2 separate regions of the Mus musculus genome follow, and region 2 is linked to region 1. Evidence: chromatin contacts called from public Hi-C data. All regions are on one chromosome and are shown on one strand. The core of a region is the stretch at or near the end of the contact, and the rest is flanking DNA. Distances in the headings are between cores, read along the strand shown. Region 1 has its middle 18 kb from the start of Pitx1. Region 2 has its middle 52 kb from the start of Gm31542.

Region 1 (5,379 bases), core at 1,561-4,060:
CTGACTGAGCTGGAATCCCCTCCCTTCTCTGAGATCACCTGAGTCCTAAACAAATAGAGTGTGGGAAGGCCCCACCTTGCTGCTTCCTTCAGCCAGCACTGGAGTGACCACTGAAGACAGGACAATCACAAGAGCTGAGAGCACACACTTTGGAGTCGTGCAGACCTTTAGGATAGCTCACAGCATTGTCGTGTTGATATTCACTGCCGTGTAACCTGTGGAGTGCCCGGGCCCATATATGCCATGTGATCTAGGGAGTGCCTGTGTCCATGTCCGTTATATGGGGTGTTTGTCATCATGTCTATGACATTGTAGGCTCTAAATAAGCATTGGGTCTATATGCAGCCATAGTTCTCCCTTGTCAAGATTCTAAAGCCAGCATCTCTCAGGCATCCGGCTCTTAAAGCCCAGCCTCTCAGTCTACTCCCGTAACCAGGTAATTCTGGAAGAAATGTCTACACAGAGAATGAGTATGGGGGAAAAAATAGGAAAATTCAAGGGGAAACAGGCAAGAAGGAAGAAATCCAAGGATAACTGGAGTGATCTGGGAAGACTTCGTCTAAGAAGGAGCAATGTGATTGAGCCTTGAAGGATAAGTAGGTGTGGGAACAAGTGTGCAGTTGAGGTAGATCTGAGCCAGGCAAGGGGACATCCCTGGAAGAGACAGAGAGCAGAACTAGGAGGTTTAGATGCTAGGAGCCAACCTTGAATCCTGCTACCTCCAGGTCACTGCTCCCTTAAAGACATTCAAGGCCCTCAGGGTCCTAAAGCAATCATCCACTTCCCCTCTACCATCCCTTACAGGACCCCTCTCACTGTAAACTACATGGGACCTCACCAACACACACCTCAGCCCTCGCCCAGCCACTGCACACTCGAACCCCCCTTCCTTTCTGCCTGGAACACCTTCACCTTTCGTAGGTGTGCACACACAGGTGCCTGTGCACTGTCAGGTGCATGAACAAGCACACACACGCGTGTCCCTTAACATACTTTTCAGGATTAAAAAAAATGCATACTTTTTCCTGATCATAAAACACGATTAGTTCTTAATATCCATAAAGTTTTAGAATGAGTGAGAACACACTTTGCCCCCAAACTATGATTTCCACAATTATATTTCGCAATACAGATGACTGTGGTATCAACCTTGGCCCTAGAAGCCACTTTTTTCAGCCAGTTAAATACCAAGATGACCCTTTATCAATAAACTCTTTCTCCTAATGGTCACGTGTACAGATTTACAGGAACTCAGCCCACTTTCTCACCTTCAGTATGAGGTGAGGCCTCCTCCTTCCCTCCCTGTTTCTACTGCAGTCACGGTGAGCAGCCTCATTCAGCATCCCCTGCCTTTGCCACTGGGCGTCTAGGAAAGCAAATCCACATTGCCTTATGATGAGGCCACGCCCTCTGTGTTACCCAATGCAGACAAAGGGAACCCATTCTCCAAACCAGGCCAACATTAGTTTCAATATATCGTTTCTGTTACCTAAAAGGGGGTGGAAAACTCATTGCCACTGTGTGTGTATATGTGTATGTGTGTGTATATGTATGTATGTGTGTATGTGTGTGTCTATGTATGTGTATATGTGTGTGTATGTGTGTATATGTATGTATGTGTGTGCATGTGTGTGTGTATGTTTATGTGTATGTGTGTATATGTATGTATGTGTGTGCATGTGTGTGTATGTATGTGTATATGTGTGTATATATGTGTATGTGCGTGTATATGTATGAGTGTGCATGTGTATGTATGTATGTGTATATGTGTGTATATGTATGTATGTGTGTATGTATGTATGTATGTGTGTGTATGTGTGTATATGTATGTATGTGTGTATGTGTGTGTATGTGTATATGTGTATGTGTGTGTATGTATGTGTGTGTATGTGTGTATACGTATGTATGTGTGTATGTGTGTGTATGTGTATATGTGTATGTGTGTATATGTATGTATGTGTATGTGTGTGTGTGTGTATGTATGTGTGTGTGTATATGTATGTGTGGGGATGGGGGGGCGTGGAGGGTGGTATCATGCCTCGTGTATGTACAGTTTTTCACAACAGACAACTCATTCCCTTTTTCTGGCAAGAATTGGTTAAAAACAACAACAACAACAAAACAGCAACAAGGTACAAGAATAAAAACAAACCACTCCATCCCACCCAAATGCCAGCAGCTTTTTGAGATGACTCCTCCCCGTGCGGTGCCTCAGCTCCCACCGGCCAGCAGGGTATCTTCAGTTTCCCCTCCAAAGTTTTTCCCTAACCCTGCCTGGTCAGCCACTTGTGCCTGCTCAACACACCCACTTGTACACAGCCAAGCCTCCATGTGGTTCTGCTGTACAGGAGCCCAGGGAAAGGCACCTCCTAGGCCAAACCCTCTCTCTGCCTGGGTTGTAATTTCCTGATTAGGCACCACAGTCACCACCCTCTCCTCACACACTGATTGCTTCCTGTGGTCCTCTCTCTCTCTAGGGTTCCTGGAGCTCCAGGACTAGACTTCAGAGGGCCCTACCAAGCACTGGGGACAAGCCAAGGAACTAGCCAAGCCAGGCCTGTGTGAGCCCCACTCCCTCCCTCCCTCCCTCCCTCCCTCCCAGTCAGGCAGACTGTAGTCAGAAGGAATCACAGCTTAAATTTTAACATTCGAGAAAGAGCTTTAACGAGAAAGAAAAAGGTCTCTATGCTCCACCAGAACAAAGGGGTGCGTGTGTGGCCCGGGTTCAGATACCAAACGCCTGCGTGCTGATCTTGGCTGCGTGGGCTTCACTCAGTGCCAGCCTGCCCACCTATAAAACAGCACTGAGGATTCCTCCAGAGGCTGCTACACGCAGAGGGGCTGCAGAGCCCGGCGTGCTGGGCTGGACCTGCTCCTTGCTTGTACCACCTTGAATAGATTACACCTCCTCTTCGAACCTCAGTTTTGCCACCTGCTGCATGGGAATCGTGACAATGCCTGAGACTGTGTGCTATGCTTAAACTTGTCCACATTTAGGAGGCTGATAAACAGAAGCGCAAGCAAGCAGAAGGCAGGGCTTCTTCAGCCAATAAAGACAGAAAGAACCTGTGGTCCTGGCCTGAGCTCGCTAGGCTCCTCCTCCTCTGGCTCAGCATCAAATTTGGAAGATTTTTTTTTTTTTACCCTGGGTAGGGTTCGGGGACAGTGGGAGATTCTGCCCTCAGCCCCTCCCTCTCCCTGTGGCCCATATGCACAGGCTTCAGTCAGTTCTGTTTCTTGGGGCTGAAAAACAAAGTTTTCATTGCCCTGTGGCCTCTCCCACTCTCCATCTTTGAGCCAACAGTTCCATTTTGCAAAAGCCAGCCACGTTTGGTGCCACCACCCTCCAGGATACTAGATATGGCTTCTGGTGATCACTGGAGGCTTAATCCATATGTCCTCTTGTTTGTTTGTTATTTTGCTTTTGTTTTGTTTTGTTTTTGAGAGATAGGGCCTTTCTGCATATCTCTGACTGTCCTAGAACTCACTATGTAAACCAGGCTGGCTTCAAACTCAAAGATCCACTTGCCTCTGCCTCCTGACTGCTGGGATTAAAGGCATCTACCACCATGTCCAACCTTCTTAACAGTTTCCAGTTCAAAGATAATCTTGTCTTCTCTCTGTCTGTCTCTCTCTGTCTGTCTGTCTCTCTGTGTGTGTGTGTGTGTGTGTGTGTGTGTGTGTGTGTGTCTGTGTGTCTGTGTGTGTGTGTGTTTCTGTCTGTCTGTCTGCCTACCTATATCTCTATATCTTCATTTCTCTATTTCTCTACATCTCTATCTTGAAACCCAGGCACACTAGGCAAGCTCCCCCTCCCCAAGATAGACACTTATGCCCCAGAGGATCTTTAATATAATCTAAATAAAATCCAGGCTCCGCATGGTCTAATATATTACTCACTGGGCCCCATCAAAAAGTTCAGTGCAGCAACTTAACCCTGGCAGTGGTAGCACACACCTTTAATCCAACACTCAGGAGGTAGAGGCAGGTGGATCTCTGTTGAGTTCAAGACCAGCCTGGTCTACAGAAGGAGTTCCAGGACAGCCAGGGCTACATAGAGAAACTCAGTCTCAAAGAGAAAAAAAAAAAAATCCCAATGATGACTTCTATCCTGCCCAGAGAACAGCAGGGGTCCAGTTCTCAGCCCAGAAGGACACTTCAGATCCCCTCTCCCTCTCCCCGTCCCTAACTGCTGTCTGGCAGATGCTCCAAGCCTACTGTCCACTCGGTACTCTCTGCTTCGCCACTACCCTGGCTCTCCATCACAGGAGAGCTAACCAGGAGCTAGCCAAGACCCAGGCCTGCACAGCACAGTTCTTACAGGGTCTGACACACAAAGCCTCTAATGAAATTAAAACAGCACACAGGAAACGGTGGCACAGCCAACCAAGAGCAAAGAAATTCTCTCTGGGAAGAGCAGTCTAGAGGTGGTGTGTCCATCATATTGAATCCCTTCTTTTCTGCCCACATCTCCTTTCTGAGAAGGAATTCAGTCACCTTGGCCTCCTCAAGTGCTTGCAGAACAACCAAGCAGCCCCATGTGGGATGCAGGACAGAGTGAGAAGCAGGCAATGATTCCGTGCCACTGGGACCATTGCCTGTCAAAGGCCCATTTTGTTTCCAAGGCCCTGTGTTGTCTTTGAAGCATGGTGCACTGCTCCCAGTGTCTAGTTACCAAGCTCTGGATGGCTGATGGAAAAACAGAGATTGCCTCCACACCACTGGACTGCTGGTGGACCCAAAGTCGGTCCAGGGAATAAAAACAAATAAGAACAAAAACCCACCTCCCGGTTGGTTAGGTCCACACCTTTCCTGCTGTGAGCCAGAGGGAGGGAGGGCCCAGGCACAAGTAGAAGTCCCATGCAGGACAGCCCCATGCGATCCCAGGGGTTAGGGCAGGGAAGTGAGTCCTACTTTCTACAGCCAGGTCCCCCGGCAAGCAGAACTCCTGTCCCAAGCAAATCAATCGAAGTTTTGGCCAAGCCTGTTTGAGTTGGTGAGAACCCAAGTAGGACTTGCAAACTGCCAGTGTTTGCTCTGTAGGCTGAGAGAGCCAAACAGAAAAGCTGCACTGGGACTCTCCGCCAAACAGCCATTGGTTTATTCTGCCAATGGGGCTGGGCCAGCTCTGAGCACTGCACTCAAGCCCAGTTCTCTGCTCTCCAGAGATTTCTTGTTCTTAAAGGTGGCTTGCCAATGCACCCCTGTTTGATGACCCATGCACCCCACATCCGGTGACCCATGCACCCCACATCTGATGACCCACACACCTGGGGCCTTGACCTCCAAATCTGAGCTTCTGTTTTCACATCCTGAACCGGTTCTCTCTGGAGTCACATTCACACGGGCCCTGTGTAGGCTCCTACTCTCTATGCTAGC
Region 2 (5,298 bases), core at 330-2,829, 150 kb before region 1:
GAACAGGTGTCTGGGGTGACCAGTTACTACCCATTAAAGACCTGAGGTTCAATATAGGCAAGGTACAAGTGTGGGCCAACCGTTCTTCATGGCTGCCCTGTACAACGCTCAGGGGTGGTGCAGGTGGCTGAGCTGAGAGTGGCATGGGCCTCTGTGCATAAAGCCCATGGAATAAATAAAAAAAAACATATCTCCAGAGGGACCCAGGACCACCTATGGGCCAACAGTGGCTTCAGACCTCCTCACACACAAACATACACACATCTAAAATAGGAATGCAGGCACCGCCGTGGCCTCATACAGGGCCTCTTCCCTCAGAAACGTGTGGTAGAGATTCTCAAAGTCAAGCTGGATCCATTGGTCCCATACTGGGCTCACAGGTAACGCAGGGAGATTTGTTGCTTTGTCCTGGGGGTGGGCAGTGTTTGTGTGTGTGTCCCAAGCATGCCTGCCACCCTGTCTTATACTCCTAATCGACAAATGACCACACTAAGAGCCACATTTTGTTAAAGACTGCCTGCAGAAATATCCCGTGGGTGTACCCAAGCTCGTATGCAGCTGTTAGCTAGGAAGACAGCCCTTCAGAACACCGCGGCTCTTCTGTGATATTTGGAGGTGATCGTTGACGTTCAAACGGGAGAAGGCATGGCTCTCTCTTTGCACCAGAAGTTCCAATACACTTCTTTGTTGTTGTTTTTTGTTTGTTTGTTTTTTGTTTCAAGAAAGGGTTTCTCTATGTAGCCCTGGCTGTCCTGGAACTCACTCTGTAGACCAGGCTAGCCTCGAACTCAGAAATCCACCTGCCTCTGCCTCCCAAGTGCTGGGATTAAAGGCGTGAGCCACTTCTTTTGGATCTCTAGCGGAAGTGCCCGATACAACCCTTCCATCCAAACCCTGAGAGGCTCTATACGAAGAAAAGAAAGGGAAAGGTCTGGGCAGAACCTCTGCTCAACGGCAAGAAATCCCAAACCATGCAGGCAATGTTAGAGGCACCCCACCAAGAGGGCTTAGCCATCAGAGGAGAAGCCTTGTCTATCCCAGAAGCGCTCTTACACATCAGATCTGTGCCCAACAAGGATGGCGAGAGGAAGCCAAGAGAGGAATCAGGATGTCCAGCTCAACTGTCAGTAATCTTTTCTACAGAGGCAGGGATCTGGATATCGCATTTCTGAGAGTGCTCCATAGGGCTGTTGCCGTGATCTGGTCAGATGAACGGACGAGGAAACCCAGAATGTGCCTGAGGGGTCATCAGGAGACAGGTATTGGTCCCCAGGCCCTGTGACCTTGGGCCAAATAGGAAACCAACCCAGTCTTAAAGGATCTTTGGATACGCAGCTCCTCCCATCGCGTCAGCACCAGCAGCGGCCAACAGGTGGCAGGAGAGCTTCGGGAAGCACTCACCTGAGGGCCATGCTGGTCCCCTCACTACAGCCGGAAGAAACCAAGGTCTGGCTTTCTCGGGTCTGGCTTTCTCGCAGAGCTTGAGAAGGACTGGAAGCCACCGGGGGCTGGAACAGCCTGGGAGAGATGCAGAGAGCCACTTTGGAGTCAGGGCCTTCGCTCTAGTCCCACCAGGCACCAGCAGCGCACAGCCTCCTCGGCTGGGTACCACGGATGGAGAGCAGGATAACACCCGCCTCATCCCAGCTGCGCCCACCCAGCCAACCCCCTAGTGCTCCGGTCCAACAGAGCGAGCATCTGGCTTGCCCTCCCTGGGTCGAGGGTTTTAAATTATTTATAAAGATCCAGAGTCAGAATGGAGGTGGCTGGAGGTGAGAGAAGCTGAAAATATGGGGTCCGGACCGTCATCAGGCACCCCCCTTCTTGACTGCCTGCTACAATTACTGACATACAATTACGGTTTTTGTTTTTTAATCTGAATGGCAACTGTGGACTTTTCCCCGCGTTTTAAAAATAACTAACATTTCCTACCACCAAATTCCAGAGCTGACAGAGGGAACCCCTCGGCATGGCCGCAGGGCTTTATGATGTATCGCCCCACGCGTTAGACAGCAAAAGGAACCCATCAGCTTTAATTTGTTCTGCTCTGGTCAGAATTGAGGTCTCTAGAAGCCCGTCCATATACTTTCCAATTTTAAGTTTGAGAACGCTAAACTAATGATGTGAAACTAATGTGGTGTAACTCCAAGTGCCCTCTCTGCCAGTAGGAAATAATTTCTGCAGAGCTTCTAAAAACCAAACCAAACCAAACAAATAAATCAAATGGTTTTACAATGTGGAAAAGCCGGGAGAGCCGACTAAGTTGAAGTCCTGTTTAGGGGGAGGCCGGAGGGCTTGAGCAGCATGGAGCCAGCGACTCAGTCCCTCGCAGGAGGCTGCTGGGCTCTGGGTGTCTGCAGCTGGGAGCAGTCCTTGCTCAAACTCTGGCCCAGCACGCCTCGAGAAAGCAATCTGGGTCACAAATTCAACATGACAGTTTTAACAAATACGATTTCAGCTTTTATATTTGGATTTAGGAAGGGGATGATGGCCTTACCCGGAATCACTATTAAATAGTAAGCTTATAACATGTTTGCTGACGGCGATATAGACCCTGCTTCTAATTAACTTTAAAGCATGCTGCCGATCCTGCTTATGCCGACAAGGAAAACAAAGCTGGCTGCTGAGCAGACTCAGGCGAGAGGCAAACGTACAGAACTTGTACGAAATGGACAGGGTTTTGTTTTTTGTTTTTTGTTGTTTTTTTTTCCTACCTGAACCTGCCAGAAGAGCCTTTAAAAATTCAAGCTACTTTTTAAAGATTTACAAGATTTTTTTTCTCCCTCTACCAATTAGCATATCAATTTTTTTTTAGTATTTTAAAATAGGCTGAAAGTGGCAGCTTCAGCTTTAAGACTACAAACTTTTTTTAATGAATTTGCTTTATTATGAAATCGCAGCGTTTGTTAATGAAAGGGAATTGGTTGCATCTGTCTATTTACAGGTTGATTTTTTAAAAAATATCTACTAGTCATTTAGCCAATGTAGAAAGCAAATAAATATTTCTCCCATGTCAGTTTTTTTAATTTCCTCAGAAACAGCATCTCTTTATTATCTGTGACAGACTGAAATGAAAATCATTGTTTAAACATCGCAGGTTTTTATATTTGCTAGAATGTTTGGAGTACAAAGCTGGCACGGTTTTGTTGTACACACATATAGTCTGACTTGACTATCTCATACTTAGGGCTTGCTAACATAGATCACTCTGAAAAAGACAAACAGGCTACCATAAAAGAGAAGAAATAAATAATGCCTAAGAATGCCTTTGGTTCCAGCGAGTGGCAAGTTACTATTATCCTAGTATTTGAAAACATTCATTTTGGAATTAACCAAGACTCTAATAATATAACTGCCCGACCCCATATGTCCAATGTGGGGTTAGGGAAAGAGTTCACACAACACTGAGTTTGGTTTTAGTCAAGAAATTAAGGTTATCTGAGTAAGTCAGCCCTGGTAACTGGGGTCAGATCTCGTTCTACTTACTGGCCCAGCAGAAGGCAGGCTTCCCAGGGAACTTTTCGAGTGTATGTGCCTCTGCATTTCTCAGAGAGCAGAGGTACAAAGGAGAAGCCTTCTAGGCTGTTGTTTAAAAATGATTACAGCTAATACCTGACCACGGCTGATTTTCCTGTCCTTCCCCACTTTAACATCGGAAGCATGTGATCCGCCCTCCAGATGCCCATTATTAATTGCACGCCCTTTGATGTCCAAACGTGGATGGAATCTACAAAGGCATTAACGTAAGAAAATATGCCTCCTAAAAAAAATTCCCAAGCCACTGCCTGTGATCTGTGTGAGCCTCTGTTCATTTGCTCTCCTCCAGCGGCACTGAGAACATGCTCAGATGCCAAACAGTTTGCCAGCGGATCTAGTAAAATGTAAGGAGGAAGAGGAAGGAGGAGGAGGAGGAGGAGGAGGAGGAGGAGGAGGAGAAGAAGAAGAAGAAGAAGAAGAAGAAGAAGAAGAAGAAGAAGAAGAAGAAGAAGAAGAAGAAGAATTATTATTTTAAGACTTGTCTAAATCTCTGCAGGCTATGATGGCACATTTGCTCATTTAAGAAGAATCTATGTAATTAAAAATAGCAAATATTTAAACTTTTATAACTTTGGAAATATACATCTGCAGAACTATAAAAAAAAATAGACACAAAGTAGCTACTAAAGGTTAAGCCGTTCCAATGGACAAGTGAAAAGAGCCCTTTACAAATATCCACACTTCGCTGATGTTTTTTTCTCCCTAGAGACAACTTCAATTTTTAAAAGTTTATTATGAGGGAAAATTGCTAGCTACACGCAAATTTCTTTTCTTCAGGCAGAAGACAAATAGACATGTTGCTATATAACCTGGCTTCTTGTGTGCAATTTCAAAACAAATAGAGTTTTGTTTTTACAAACCATTTATTTGGGGGGATTGATTTGAAGAAAAATTTTCCTCTGCAAAGAAAAATGTATAAAAAGCTACATGTTCAAGATGACTTGACCCACTGCCTATCATAACATCTTTACACACCTCAAGGATTTAGCATAGTGAAAGAAAGCAAGCACAGAGGGCGTGAGGGTGAGCCCAGCACCGCTTGCATGGATGGCTGCTTTCCTATGCGAAGCTCAGGGATACAACCATCCAAGAATTATTTGTTTATCATGAGTAAAAAAAAAAAACCTTTTGAGCCACTCACACTGAATTCTTGCACATTTGTGGGCTAGATCTTTTTAACCTCCAGAATGAAACATGTTAGCAAAGTTTGTATTTTTCAAATATTAGATTTTCTGTCCTTGTCTGGGATTCTTTCAAAGCACAGGCATGAATGAGCAGACTTTCTCAACACAGAGGTGCTGTGAGTCAGCCAAAATTAAGAACTTATAAGGAAAAAAATTTTCTTCCAAAAAATAAAGCTGAAAAAAGTATATATATATATATATATATATATATATATATATATATATATATATATACACATACACACACATACACAAACACACACACACACAGAGTCTTCAACTTTGTTAAATCAGGGCGTCAACACATCTCACCGGGGAGAACTGGCCGGGCAGCTCACTATCTACAAAGCTGACTAGTTAAAAGGTAAAAGCAAATGCTGTTTAAATCATTCTGATCTAAAGAAGAATTGGAAAATTAAACATTTACAGGCAGGACTCTTGGAATCTCTGCTCCTGTACTCTTTGTGGGGTACACAGTCAACAATGCAATTGTTCAAAGATTCCCTCCGCCAGTAACATCATGGCTTCTACGTGTGCAAGCACCACAGATAGAATGATGCATTAGCCCCATATATAA

Evidence for each region. A called contact is a pair of places that touch in the nucleus more often than the background predicts.
Region 2: a contact with region 1 is called in a Hi-C map of the N1E-115 cell line, with 5 times the contacts expected there. The contact joins two enhancer-like sites. A contact is called at or near these places in 2 of 15 datasets of contacts at CTCF or cohesin (large pre-B cells and pro-B cells), 20 of 484 Hi-C or Micro-C datasets (the AtT-20 cell line, the N1E-115 cell line, cardiomyocytes and 14 more), 9 of 115 datasets of contacts at active chromatin or transcription factors (craniofacial prominence, embryonic basal ganglia, embryonic forebrain and 6 more) and 1 of 9 other capture datasets (embryonic stem cells).

Annotation. Positions count from the first base shown.
Region 1 is chr13:55,810,817-55,816,195 of GRCm38.p6, reverse strand. It overlaps a transcript of Catsper3 not described here. Among named protein-coding and RNA genes, the nearest start is that of Pitx1, 18 kb to the left of the region's middle. Within about 2 kb of position 2,810, at least 3 of the 459 cell types and tissues checked have an H3K27ac peak or open chromatin away from gene starts, as enhancers often do. A contact at or near this core is called in the N1E-115 cell line, where this site is marked.
Region 2 is chr13:55,959,527-55,964,824 of GRCm38.p6, reverse strand. No RefSeq gene overlaps it. Among named protein-coding and RNA genes, the nearest start is that of Gm31542, 52 kb to the right of the region's middle. Within about 2 kb of position 1,579, at least 26 of the 459 cell types and tissues checked have an H3K27ac peak or open chromatin away from gene starts, as enhancers often do. A contact at or near this core is called in the N1E-115 cell line, where this site is marked.